Linked DNA regions of Mus musculus: region 2 is linked to region 1. The links are chromatin contacts, called in public Hi-C maps. All regions are on one chromosome and are shown on one strand. Each heading gives the region's core, a stretch centred on a gene start, on an enhancer-like site or on the middle of the called end of the contact. The rest is flanking DNA. Distances are from core to core; before and after follow the strand shown.

Evidence for each region. Hi-C and Micro-C count contacts between places; a contact is called where the count stands out from the background.
Region 2: a contact with region 1 is called in a Hi-C map of the HPC-7 cell line, with 3 times the contacts expected there. The contact joins two enhancer-like sites. A contact is called at or near these places in 4 of 39 promoter capture datasets (fetal liver, hippocampal neurons, liver and 1 more), 2 of 484 Hi-C or Micro-C datasets (the HPC-7 cell line and colorectal tumor organoids), 1 of 115 datasets of contacts at active chromatin or transcription factors (stem cell-derived neural progenitor cells) and 2 of 9 other capture datasets (embryonic stem cells and macrophages).

What each region holds. Positions count from the first base shown.
Region 1 is chr11:4,193,835-4,198,890 of GRCm38.p6, forward strand. All of the region lies in intron 1 of Tbc1d10a (TBC1 domain family, member 10a), which reads left to right. Among named protein-coding and RNA genes, the nearest start is that of Tbc1d10a, 9.5 kb to the left of the region's middle. Within about 2 kb of position 1,922, at least 124 of the 459 cell types and tissues checked have an H3K27ac peak or open chromatin away from gene starts, as enhancers often do. A contact at or near this core is called in the HPC-7 cell line, where this site is marked.
Region 2 is chr11:4,717,594-4,723,270 of GRCm38.p6, forward strand. It overlaps Zmat5 (zinc finger, matrin type 5), which reads left to right. Exons shown (of 6, transcript NM_026015.3): 2 at 4,765-4,918. The coding sequence starts at 4,792. Among named protein-coding and RNA genes, the nearest start is that of Zmat5, 16 kb to the left of the region's middle. Within about 2 kb of position 2,223, at least 16 of the 459 cell types and tissues checked have an H3K27ac peak or open chromatin away from gene starts, as enhancers often do. A contact at or near this core is called in the HPC-7 cell line, where this site is marked.

The DNA.
Region 1 (5,056 bases), core at 672-3,171:
GGACAAGGGCTTACTGTGGCACATTCTGCAGAAACCAGTGCTTCCAGAATATTTTGTCCCTCTTGTGTAAGATGCCCCTTTGTGCACAGGACCAGTGGTCTTCATAGATGTGGAAATGTGATCAGATTGAGGGATGTTTTATCTCTTTGTTTTTTTCTATCAGATTTGTCTTTCTTAATCTAGTTATTTTTTAAAAGCTTTTAGTTTTTGAGATTATAATAGAATTACATTATTTTCTCTTTTCTCCCTTCAAACCATCACACATACCCCAACCCTTGTTCAAATTTTTGTCATTCGTGTGTGTGTGTGTGTGTGTGTTCCTAAATATAAAATAACCTGTTGTCAGTACAGTGTTATTTATATGTCTGTTTTCCAGGCTCACCGTTTGGTATTGGATAACTAAGAGGTGAGCTCTTGCCTGGGAAAGACTATTGCACTCTTCAGCATTTCTTAGTTGTCTGTGGTTCTTTGTATAGGGATGGGTCCCTGTGTGCTTTCCTTCTTCCTCATTAGCATGTCTCGCTGTCAGCGCCGTCCTTGTTCAGGTCATGTTTGACAGCATGTTGGTGATACTTCCTGGGTATTTATTTATTTTTGAGACAGTGTCTCGCTGTGTTTCCAGTGCTGACCTGGAACCCCTATGTAGACCAGAATGGCTTTGAGCTCAGGGAGTTCTGCCTGACTCTGTCTCCTGAGTGCTGGGATCAAAGGCCTGTATCACTACACTGGCCCATATCATCTTAGTCTTTGGTAGCAGTTACAGAAGTAATGGGAAAAAGTTATTTGGCTTTGTGTACAGACAGGAAAACTGACTGAGCAATGGATGAAACTAGGCCTGCTATCTGGGGTCCCAATTTTCCACCCTACTAAAGCTGATAGCTTGTGGTCTCTCTTCCCTCTTCCTGTCAGCCCAGCCTCAAATGCTTACTTGTCCTAATAGGTCTTCTGTGTTGTTTTGGTAGCTGAGTTGTCACAAGGAAGAGGGAAGCTCTTTCTTGTCTCGTGTACACACACACACACACACACACACACACACACACTCCCTTACATGTATCCTGAGATGAGACAGGTACAGCTGAGTGTGAGGAATCCAGAGAGGGAACCTAGATTCTGGAAGGTCCTCCTCCTCGGTGCATCTGGGTCCTGGTCACTGTATGGATACAGCAATCTTCCTACTCTGCCCTCTGGAAGATGCTTTTTTTTTTTTTTTCCTTCCTTTTTCCTCCCTGGCTTGACTTACAGGGAAGGACAACCTGGATGTGAATCTGGGAAAGCCCAAGTTTAAGACATCAGCAAATTTAGCTTCCAGTCTTCCTTCTGACACTTTGGAGGCATGTGGCTACCTTGAGTCCTTCAACAGGACATTGGTGGCATTGGAGACAGAGGTGTTAGGAGGAAGACATCTGAAAAGCATCCAATACATTATCTGTCACAGAGGAAGGGCTCTGTGTCCTTGGTGCATCATGGTGACTTTCATACTTTTACACATGTGTTTTTAAAATTTATTTTGGGGTTTTCAAGCCAGGGCTTCTCTGTGTAGTGCTGACTATCCTGGAACTTACTTTGTAGACCAGGGTAGTCTCAGAACTCAGAGATCCATCTTCCTCTGCTTCCCAAGTGCTAGGATTAAAGGCATATGTCACTACACCACAAGAGCCAGGCAGATCTCTGTGCGTTTGAAGCCAGCCTAGGCTTCATAGTGAGGCTGTCTTGAGGTACACACATACATAAAGTAGACTCAGCTCTCTCCTACTTTCTCCCTCTCTCATTTGGGCTTCTAATGCAGTTATAAAGAAGTAAGTACAGGCATGAAGATTCAGCTCCCCTCGTGTGCTCTGCTCACTCATCCCATGGTCTTGGGGCTAAGGCAGGAGAGCTCAGGAGCTCCCTGACCTACCAGAGCAAGTTGGGAATTCCCCATTAGTTCCTTATTGAGTCATTTGTAGCCAGGCCCTCTGACAGCCCTGCCTCTGGGACTGTTCTTTCTTCTCTGTGGCCTGTGAAGAAAAAGCAGAAGTGAGAGCAGAAGTCTCCTGAGAATTTCAGGACCAGTGTATGGTCACAGGGTTGTCTGGTCTTGTACCCTGCTAGTAGTCACCTGAGGAAGAGTCTGCCTCATGATTACCACCGGCACTGTTGCCACCAGCACGCTCCCTTGATGTGCCTTGTGATCCTTTGTCCTGGCTTCCCAGTACTTCCTAGGTGACCCTTCCATTCTCTCACCTTTGCAGTCATAATGCTATTTTACAGAGGAGCTCGCATGTAGCCCAGGCTGTCCCTCGCCTTCTCTCACTTATTTCTGTGAGATGTGCTTGTCAGTATCGCCCTGCTTTATGTCACCAGAAGCCTAATCCCAGATTGCTAAAGTGACTTGCAAAATGTCACACTGCTTGTGGGTTGGAGTCCATTGAGCTCTCTAGTCTTTTGGGATCAAAGCTTGTGTGCATCCAGCTGAGTAGACAACACTGAGTCCTGAAGTTGGGTAGCATAGTCAGAGAAGAGCAGAGGGTCTAGCCTCCCCCGCCAAGGCTTGCTTGCTGTAAACCCTAGGCAGCAGTTATGAAATTCAGATTGCTGAAAATCTGAGTTTTCTCATGTTTCAAGTGGGGTTGGTAATTGGAGAATGACTCTCATGGGCTTTGTTACCAGGGTTAAATGAAATGATATCAATTGGATACTGAGCAGTGGCTGATGCTTAGCAAGTGCCTGGGAAGCATTATCATGGACATGCAGTTAGTTAATTGAATAGGAGAGCTGTAATGTTGTAAAAGGCCACTTGAAGCACATCTGAGCTCAGCCCTCACAACCTACAGCTGCTGTAAGGCTGCAGAGGGAGTGCTCCTAAGTGTTTATCTGTCTTGTCTCAAGGCAGAGATCAATATTCCCAGCTTGTTGCTGAGAACTCAGGCCTGAGGTCACAACGCAAATCGGTCACCATGTGTTCATCAGGGGCCAGCCAGGTACCAGGAACTGTTCTTAGCCTGAGACACGTGGCGAAGAATGGCCTGATGGGGCTCTGGAGAAGCAGATCTCCTCGAGGAATGCTGCCTCAGCAGAGCGCAGGTCAGGTGGGGAGGCCCGACCTGCTCTGCTGGACCGCTCACATTCCCCACACAAGCCATGCCCTTCCTATTAGCTTGCACTTGCACATACCTTTTGCCTGGTATGTACTTTCCACTTCTCTCAGCCTAGCCACTACCTGTCAGCCTTCAAACCCCAGTTTAAAAGTCCGCTCCCCAAACATCTCCATCCTCACCCTGGGGACTTCTTGCAGATTCCTCGCACCTTTCACAAGCTCTGTGTTAGCAGTTTGTGTGCATGTGAGTTATTTATCCACCAGCTGCCTCTCTGAAACTTTGGCTATATTTTATTAATCTTTATAGCAAGGCTGTGGAGATCTGTGTATAGAATGCACTAGGCTGATTGTGCTGTCCTGGAACAGTTAGAGGCTGTATAGAGTTGAGAGGCAGTTTTGCATGAGGTCTTCAGTGGTGAATGGAAGCCAGTTAGAAATGGAGCGAGGCTGAGGGGAGTGGCTCAGGGAGGGGACACCTAGAGGTAAACCCAGGAGTGAAAGGGACAGAAGGATTGGAGAGCCAGGGCCTATAGTTTCTGTTGGAGGGGGAGCAATAGGGAGCCATGAAGAAGTTCCAGCAAGGAGGGACCTGTGTGGACACAGTGTCAGGACAGTTAGGTGAGATCTGTCAGTAAGGGTTAACAGTTTGATAAGGACGGCCTGGAGAGTCTCATATAGATCAGAGTGGACTCTGGGCATCTACAAGGGAGATTGTGACCCAGGTACCCAGCCAGTCACAGGCAGAAAATTTCAGGCACCACTCTGCCTGGCTAGGGTTGGGTTTTAAGGAAATGATATCTTCTGCCAAGAAAAGACTCCACAACTTCTTATAGTTGTCCAGGAGAACTGCCCTGGGGGGTTTTGCTATCTGGGCCCTTTCCCAGTTCAGTGGACCAGAAGAAGAGGGATTCCTAGATTTTTGGAGTCTGTAAGACAACAGGGTGGAGCTGAGCAGAGTGGAGTGCTGGGCAGAGGCCCAGGATGCCAAGGCCAGTGAAGGGTGGAGAGAACCTGTTTACCATTGTGCACTGACCCAGAGCCGGAAGGAGCAGAGCCAGTAAATGCCTCATGGGAAAGAGAGGCAGGCCCAGAACTTGCCTCCACTGGGAGCTAGGGAGAGTAAAGTAAGCTGGACTCTCTCACCCAGGAGCCACTGACAGCCAGCTCCAAGGCAGAGTGGCCAGCACTAGACTACTCCAGACATCACCTTTCCCTACCACTCACAGCATGTCCTTGGGCAAGTCACTTACCCTCTGGGCACAAGACCTCTCCAACTATCTGCAGAGATTTCTTGTGGTTTGTTTGTTTGTTTGTTTGTTTTTAGAGACAGGGTTTCTCTGTGTATACCCTTGGCAGTCCTGGAACTCACTCTGTAGACGAGGCTGGCCTTGAACTTACATAAATCCACCTGCCTCTGTCTCCTGGGTGCTGGGATTAAAGTCCCATGCCACCACCACCTGGTTGGAAAGAGTATTCTTAACTGTGTGGTCTGTTTGGCCTGACTAGTAGCCATTTGCATACCCTAACCTACCTTCTCCCATATTCTAATTTCCTTTCTAAGAAACTAACTTTCTAAGTACTAAGTGATGTACTTTAAGGCATCACTATCTTTTACAGTAATGAATGCTAGAAGTTGTCACCCAGTGTATAGAGCAGGCCAGCCTCTTTATCATTTCTCTTCCCAATTCCCCTTCCTTCACTGTCTCTGGACTCATGATTAACCATACTTTCTCTGCATATTCCTAATTTTCCACACTTTGCTTGGACCTCCTTGGGTGATCTTGTCTTTATCCTGGAGACCCAGCTGTCATATCCTTCTGTCTTTCTCAACTTAAAGGACAGAGAAGAGTGGGGGAAGACTGTGTTATGTATGGGACACACTACACCTATTAGACAGGAAAGACTGTGTTATGTACGGGGCGCGCTACACCTATTAGACAGGTGAGTGACTGCGAGGCAGCCTCAGCCTCAAGGACATCT
Region 2 (5,677 bases), core at 973-3,472, 520 kb after region 1:
TTCCTGTACCTATATGGGTAGAGGTTGGTCATTCTTCGAGCCTGGAGGACTGAAGCCAGGTACAGTGACACAGCCAGGACAGACTTAGGTGCTATGGGCAGTGCACAACAGAACAGGTCAGAGCTCTGCAGGAGTCGGCTCTCCTGTGGCAGTGGCTGGGTACAATGAGAGTCCTACCTGCTTGGCTTTTCCAACAGGGAAGGTAATGGCACCAGGCAAGTTGGAGGGAGGGCCTGGCTCTGCACCACTCACTATGCAGGCACTATGATCTTGGCGATTAGGAGCAAGGGTGGGTTAGACAGAGTTCTTTGCCCTTGAGCCTGTGTTCTGTGAAGGAACGTGGTCCACAAGAGAATAACCCTGCATGCAAAATGAGATATCAGCCTCCTCTACCATTGAATTTGACTGTAGTTTTCAAAAAGTAGCCTTGTGTGGTGGCACAGGTGCACTCCTTTAATCCTGGCACTCAGGAGGCAGAGGCAGGTAGATCTCTGAGTTTGAGGCTAACCTCATCTACAAAGTGAGTTCCAGGACAACCAGGATTACACAGATAAAGTGTGTCTCAAAACACAAAGTACTGAATATGTATATTTTTGACATTCCCTAAACAATTCAATAAAATGACTGTATCCATAACATTTATAATTACTGGATATTATAAATACTCTCAAAAGGATTTAAAATATACAAGAGGCTGTATGTGAGTTAGATTTAAATTCTGTGGAATTTTATATAACGGATGAACCAATTGAGGTGATATCCACGAGGGTCCTGGAATCCATCACTTGTGGATGCCGAAAGCCTTCAGCAGCTTAGCTGTGGGATCCTGGCTTTATAGCTAAGGACACACTCGGTACATGAAATAACTTTGCAGAGGTCATTAGCATTAGAATCTGCTATATGGTCCCAGAGAGTGTCTCACTATCTTAAGCATTGTTCCTTAGCCATGAATAGCCAGCCCTGGCATCTGGTCAAATTCTGGGGAGTCAGCAGATAGCGTGGTAGCCATGGACGTGGTCCCTGGGAGTGGGCTGGTGGTAGCACCTGTGTTCCTGGTGGGGAATGGGGCTGGATCATCCTGTGTTCTGGACAGGGCCTAGCTCACACTGCTGAAGAGGAGGATGAATCATTTTGGAGAAGGCCAGCTTAGTCAGCACCCCATGCTGCTGTCTGTTCCCGTCATAGACACTCCAGCTGTCCCCCTTCAGATAGCTCAGGGTCAAGGAGCTCATGGTGCAGCTTGTGCTCTGTCCAAGGACGCCTGGCTGTGGCATGAGTGTTTCTGTTTACAGTGTGGCAAGATGCTGTACCTGGCTAAGAGGTTCTGCGGGCTGCCCCTCATGTGCCCAAGCCCTTAGCGGGAGGCAGTTGGATCAGGAACCTAGAACTTCTTGTCTGGACAGGTCACCTTGCTAAAGGCCAGCTCCTGCCAATGCATGGCTTTGAGCATCCGCTGTGGGGACAAGACAGAGAAAGAAGTGAGAAGCACTGGCATCTACTGTCCCCCCCCCCCCCCCGACAGTGAAGGCTGTGGGCAAGTATAGCGTGGGAGTCTGCTCTGTCCGCTCTCTGTGCTGTGGACTCTATAGTAGCTGCCTGGTTCTCTCTTAGACTCACTTGCCTTATCTGGAATGTAAACTGGCTAACTCAGGGGTCACCTGAACACTGATGTCCAGTTTCAGCAGGCCTGTAATAATGACAATACTGACAGGCAGGGATTTATGACGGTTTATATGGATTTGGTGCTGTGTTTGGTGCAAACATGAATGCTCTGATGCTCACAGCTACCCATGGGCCACTCCTAATTTAACATCCCTGTTTGCACAGGAAACGGAGTCAGAAGGCAAATGACTGTTCAGACCAGAGCTAGGAAGCAGAAGGCCTGGATTTAAACTTAGACTTGAACTCTGGAGCCCAGCCCTTGCCCCAAATACTCTTCCTAGAAACTAGGATAGCAGGGTCTGGGGCCCAGTGCCATCCCAACAGTGACAGTTGAGTAAGTGGCACTGCTGTGGGTACCTTATCTCGCCAACAAATTTTAGACTACAGAGGCCCTTCAGAGATCACCTGGTTCGACCACCCTCCTGCCACTGAACAATGGGGCCCTAAGAGGGCAAGTGACAGCCCCAGCTTCACCTGACACAGCTGTACACTTCTCTGGGGTAGCCAGAGGAGGATACAGATGGTCAGCTTTGGCTCTTTGCTGAGGTTCATGAAGGAGGTCTGCTACCATGTATGTGTGTATGGGGGAGGGGCCACATAAACAGAGCCCAGCCCCACTGGGGCTTATTTGGTTTCTACTGTGGCTGAACAGGCAGGCAAAGAGGCACATGGCCTAGATTTCCTCCTTGGCTAATGTTTGCAATGGTATAAATAGAGGCTTCCCTACTCTGAACATGTTCTGTGACCAGGGCACATGGTGGTACCTCTTTAATCCTCAGTGTCTCATTCATAAGTAGGTTTTAATACATATGTGTTGGGTTTCAGAGGGGCCAGCGTGGTATGGGGTGGTATGGGGTGGGGTGAGTCAGCAGACCCAGCTCAGCTGCCTTCTCCTGGTGTGACCGTGACTGAGTGACTATCCCTTTGGGGCCTCAGTGGCCTTGTCCTGAGTCTCACGGCGTCCCTGGCAGGCCTTGCCAAGGGTGCATGCGTGTGAAGGATGCATGTAAAGCTCTTAGCTCAGGACCACAGCTCCGGTGGCCCGCCCTGAGCACGTGCTTCAGACGGAGCATGAGGGGTAGTTTCAGTTCATAATCATTTTATTTATGGTGCTAGCGATTGAACCCACTGCCACATGCACACTAGGCACGAGCTCTGCCACTGAGCTGCAGCCTAGCCTTAACATGCAGATGTGCATTCGCATGTTTCTCTCTACTGCTCCTGAAACAAGGCTCACTGTTCTTATCCACTGCCTCATAATCACGTGGTAAAAGATATGGGTCAAGAAGGGACAGTGACTCGCACAAGGTCACACAGCTGCTTTCTCAGTCCAGCTCAGTCTGTTGCAAAGCCACTGTTCCACTTCACGTCAGTCTCCCAGAGGGATACCTTCCCCCGCCCCTCCTTTTCCCATTACTCTCCGGAGCCAGCAGCTCCTTGGAGCTTCAAGCTTCGTGAATGGCTTGGTTAAGCACTCGGCCGTTAAGCGTTCATCTCTTACAATTTCAATCCAATTCCTATAAGTTTATTGGCAAGATGGGGTGTATTAGAGCTGCCAAATTTAATAGATCAAATCCTCGTGTCTGGGATGCAGTTTCTTGGAAGTAATGGGAGAAGAGAGGTTTTATACGTTTTCATTTGGAATGACTAGCTGTTCCTGATCCCATTACAGCCCCTGACTTAATGGCTGTCATCCCTGTCTGCTGCAGGAGCAACTTTCTCCATCAGCCCGCTTGGCTGCCTGAACCATCCAGGGCAATTGTTTGTCTCTCCTTCTCTCCCCAGTCCCTCCCTCCTGAGGTGTGTTCCCCCATCTGTTTGCTCTGTGGATTGGCTCCCAGAGTCAGCCTTGTTTGCCAGGTACTTGGCAGTCTAGGGCTTTGGCTACTTCTCCAGGCAGCCACCTTGTACCTCAAGGAAGTTGTTCCCATCTTCCTGGGGGCCTCAGGACCCTGCTCTGTCACGTGAGGTTGCTCTAGCCTCGCTCCGCCTTTGCCAGTCCCTCTGGGTGGCTCCCGGTGTGCTTGACTGTTAGAGGCAGAGAATCACTACCCACCTTGGGCTCCAGATTCCTGGCATGGGAATGGTGGCTGAGGGAACTGTTGCTGAGGGCCTTAAGACATTTCCATCTGATGCTGGCGGGGAGCCTCCTCCCCCAAGATTCAGTAGTCTCCTCAGGAAGCTGTCAGCACCTGCTGTGGAACTAGCTGGCTTCCCTGAGCACTGAGTGAGCTGTGGGAGAGAGGACACTTGGAAACAGAATTTTTAGGGGACCTGAATGTGCTTTCTGCTTGCCAGCTGTGTGATGTTAGGCAAACGGCTTCCTCCCTCTGAATCCCTCTTGTCCCAAAGAGAATGAGGTAACTCATTAATTTATTCTGCAAAGGCTTGATTGTCTACTCTATTCCAAGTACCATTCAGGTGCTGGGGCCCCTCAAAAACAGCAAACTCTACTTGTCTTTGTGGATTTATATTCTTGTTGGAGAAGAAAGACAGTAACATAACAAGTGATTTATTGCTCTAAAGGAGATAAGTGCTGTGAGGGAAAATAAAACGGAGTGGAAAACGGAGTGGCGAGAACTGAAGAGGCTCCCATGTACTCAGATACAGTGGTCATGGCAGATTACTAAGAAGGTGGCATTGGAGCAAAGATCAAAGGACGGAGTGCCCCCGGGGGACAGTATCTGAGGGACAGCATCCAGGCCCAAGGGCAGCAAGTACGAACACAAGAAGGCAGCCAAGTGTCTGGCATGTGAGAGGAGCAGAAAGAAGGCCTAAACGGGAGAGAACACAGGAGGTGGGCTTATGGTGATGGTCCTCCAGCATGCGCACTATGAGAATTACCTAGAAACTTAAAGGAATAAACCTCCAGACCTGGGCCTCATACGCTGCAGTTTAGCTGGGCTGGTCAGTGTTGGGGACTGCAGCAGAAGTGCAAGGTCCCTATGCCAGGAGGCCTGTTACTTCTAATGAGTGGTCGGCCCTGCAGGCCCTCCAGGAAGCAGGCCTGGCGTGCTGTGCTCAGTCGAGGGCCCTGTGCCCAGAGCTTTGGAGCATGAAGCTTTCTTCGATGGTCTGATCACATGTTTTGTGACTTTGCAGGGGCCCCAGCGTATAGTGGATGTGGCCATGGGGAAGCGGTACTTCTGTGACTACTGTGACCGCTCCTTCCAGGACAACCTCCACAACCGAAAGAAGCACCTGAATGGACTGCAGCACCTCAAGGCCAAGAAGGTGTGGTACGACATGTTCCGAGGTGTGTGCTCACGGGCGTGGAGGCCGGCTCCTGAGGCCTGCACCCCGGCCTTCCCTTTGTCACACAAGGATCACTTGAGGGACAGTCTGGGATGGACTGGTTTTCTTGCGTTTATTTTTATTTTATGTCTATAAGTGTTTGCTTTCATGTGTGCTTGGTGCCTGTGGAAGTCAGAGGTGTCAGGTGCTCTGCAGCTGCCGTGGATGGAGGAACCACCATAGAGGTGCTGTAAACTGAGCCCAGGTCCTCTGCAAGAGCAACAAATGTAACCACTGAGTCTTCTCTTCAGCTCTATCTTTTTTTTAATTATGCGTGGGCTGTGTGTGTGTGTGGTGATGCACATCTTTTATTTTAAGCACTTAGGAGGTGGAAGAGTTCAAGTTGAGGCTAGCCTGGTTTACATAGTGAGCTCCAAGCTAGCCAGGATTACATAGTGAGACCCTGTTGTTGTTTTAAAAAAAAAAAAACAAAAACAAAAACCAACAACAAATAGCCAGACAGTGATGGTGAACACCTTTAATCCCAGCACTTGGGAGGCAGAGGCAGGCAGATTTCTGAGTTCGAGGCCAGCCTGGTCTACAGAGTGAGTTCCAGGACAGCCAGGGGTACACAGAAAAAAACCTGTCTCAAAACAAACAAACAAACAAACAACAAAGCCAAAGGCTGAGGATGTAACTCAGGGATGGATTGTTTGCCCAGCACGCAGAAGACCTTATGTTTGATTTCCAGCACTGCAAGCCAGGAAGTCAAAGGAAGAAT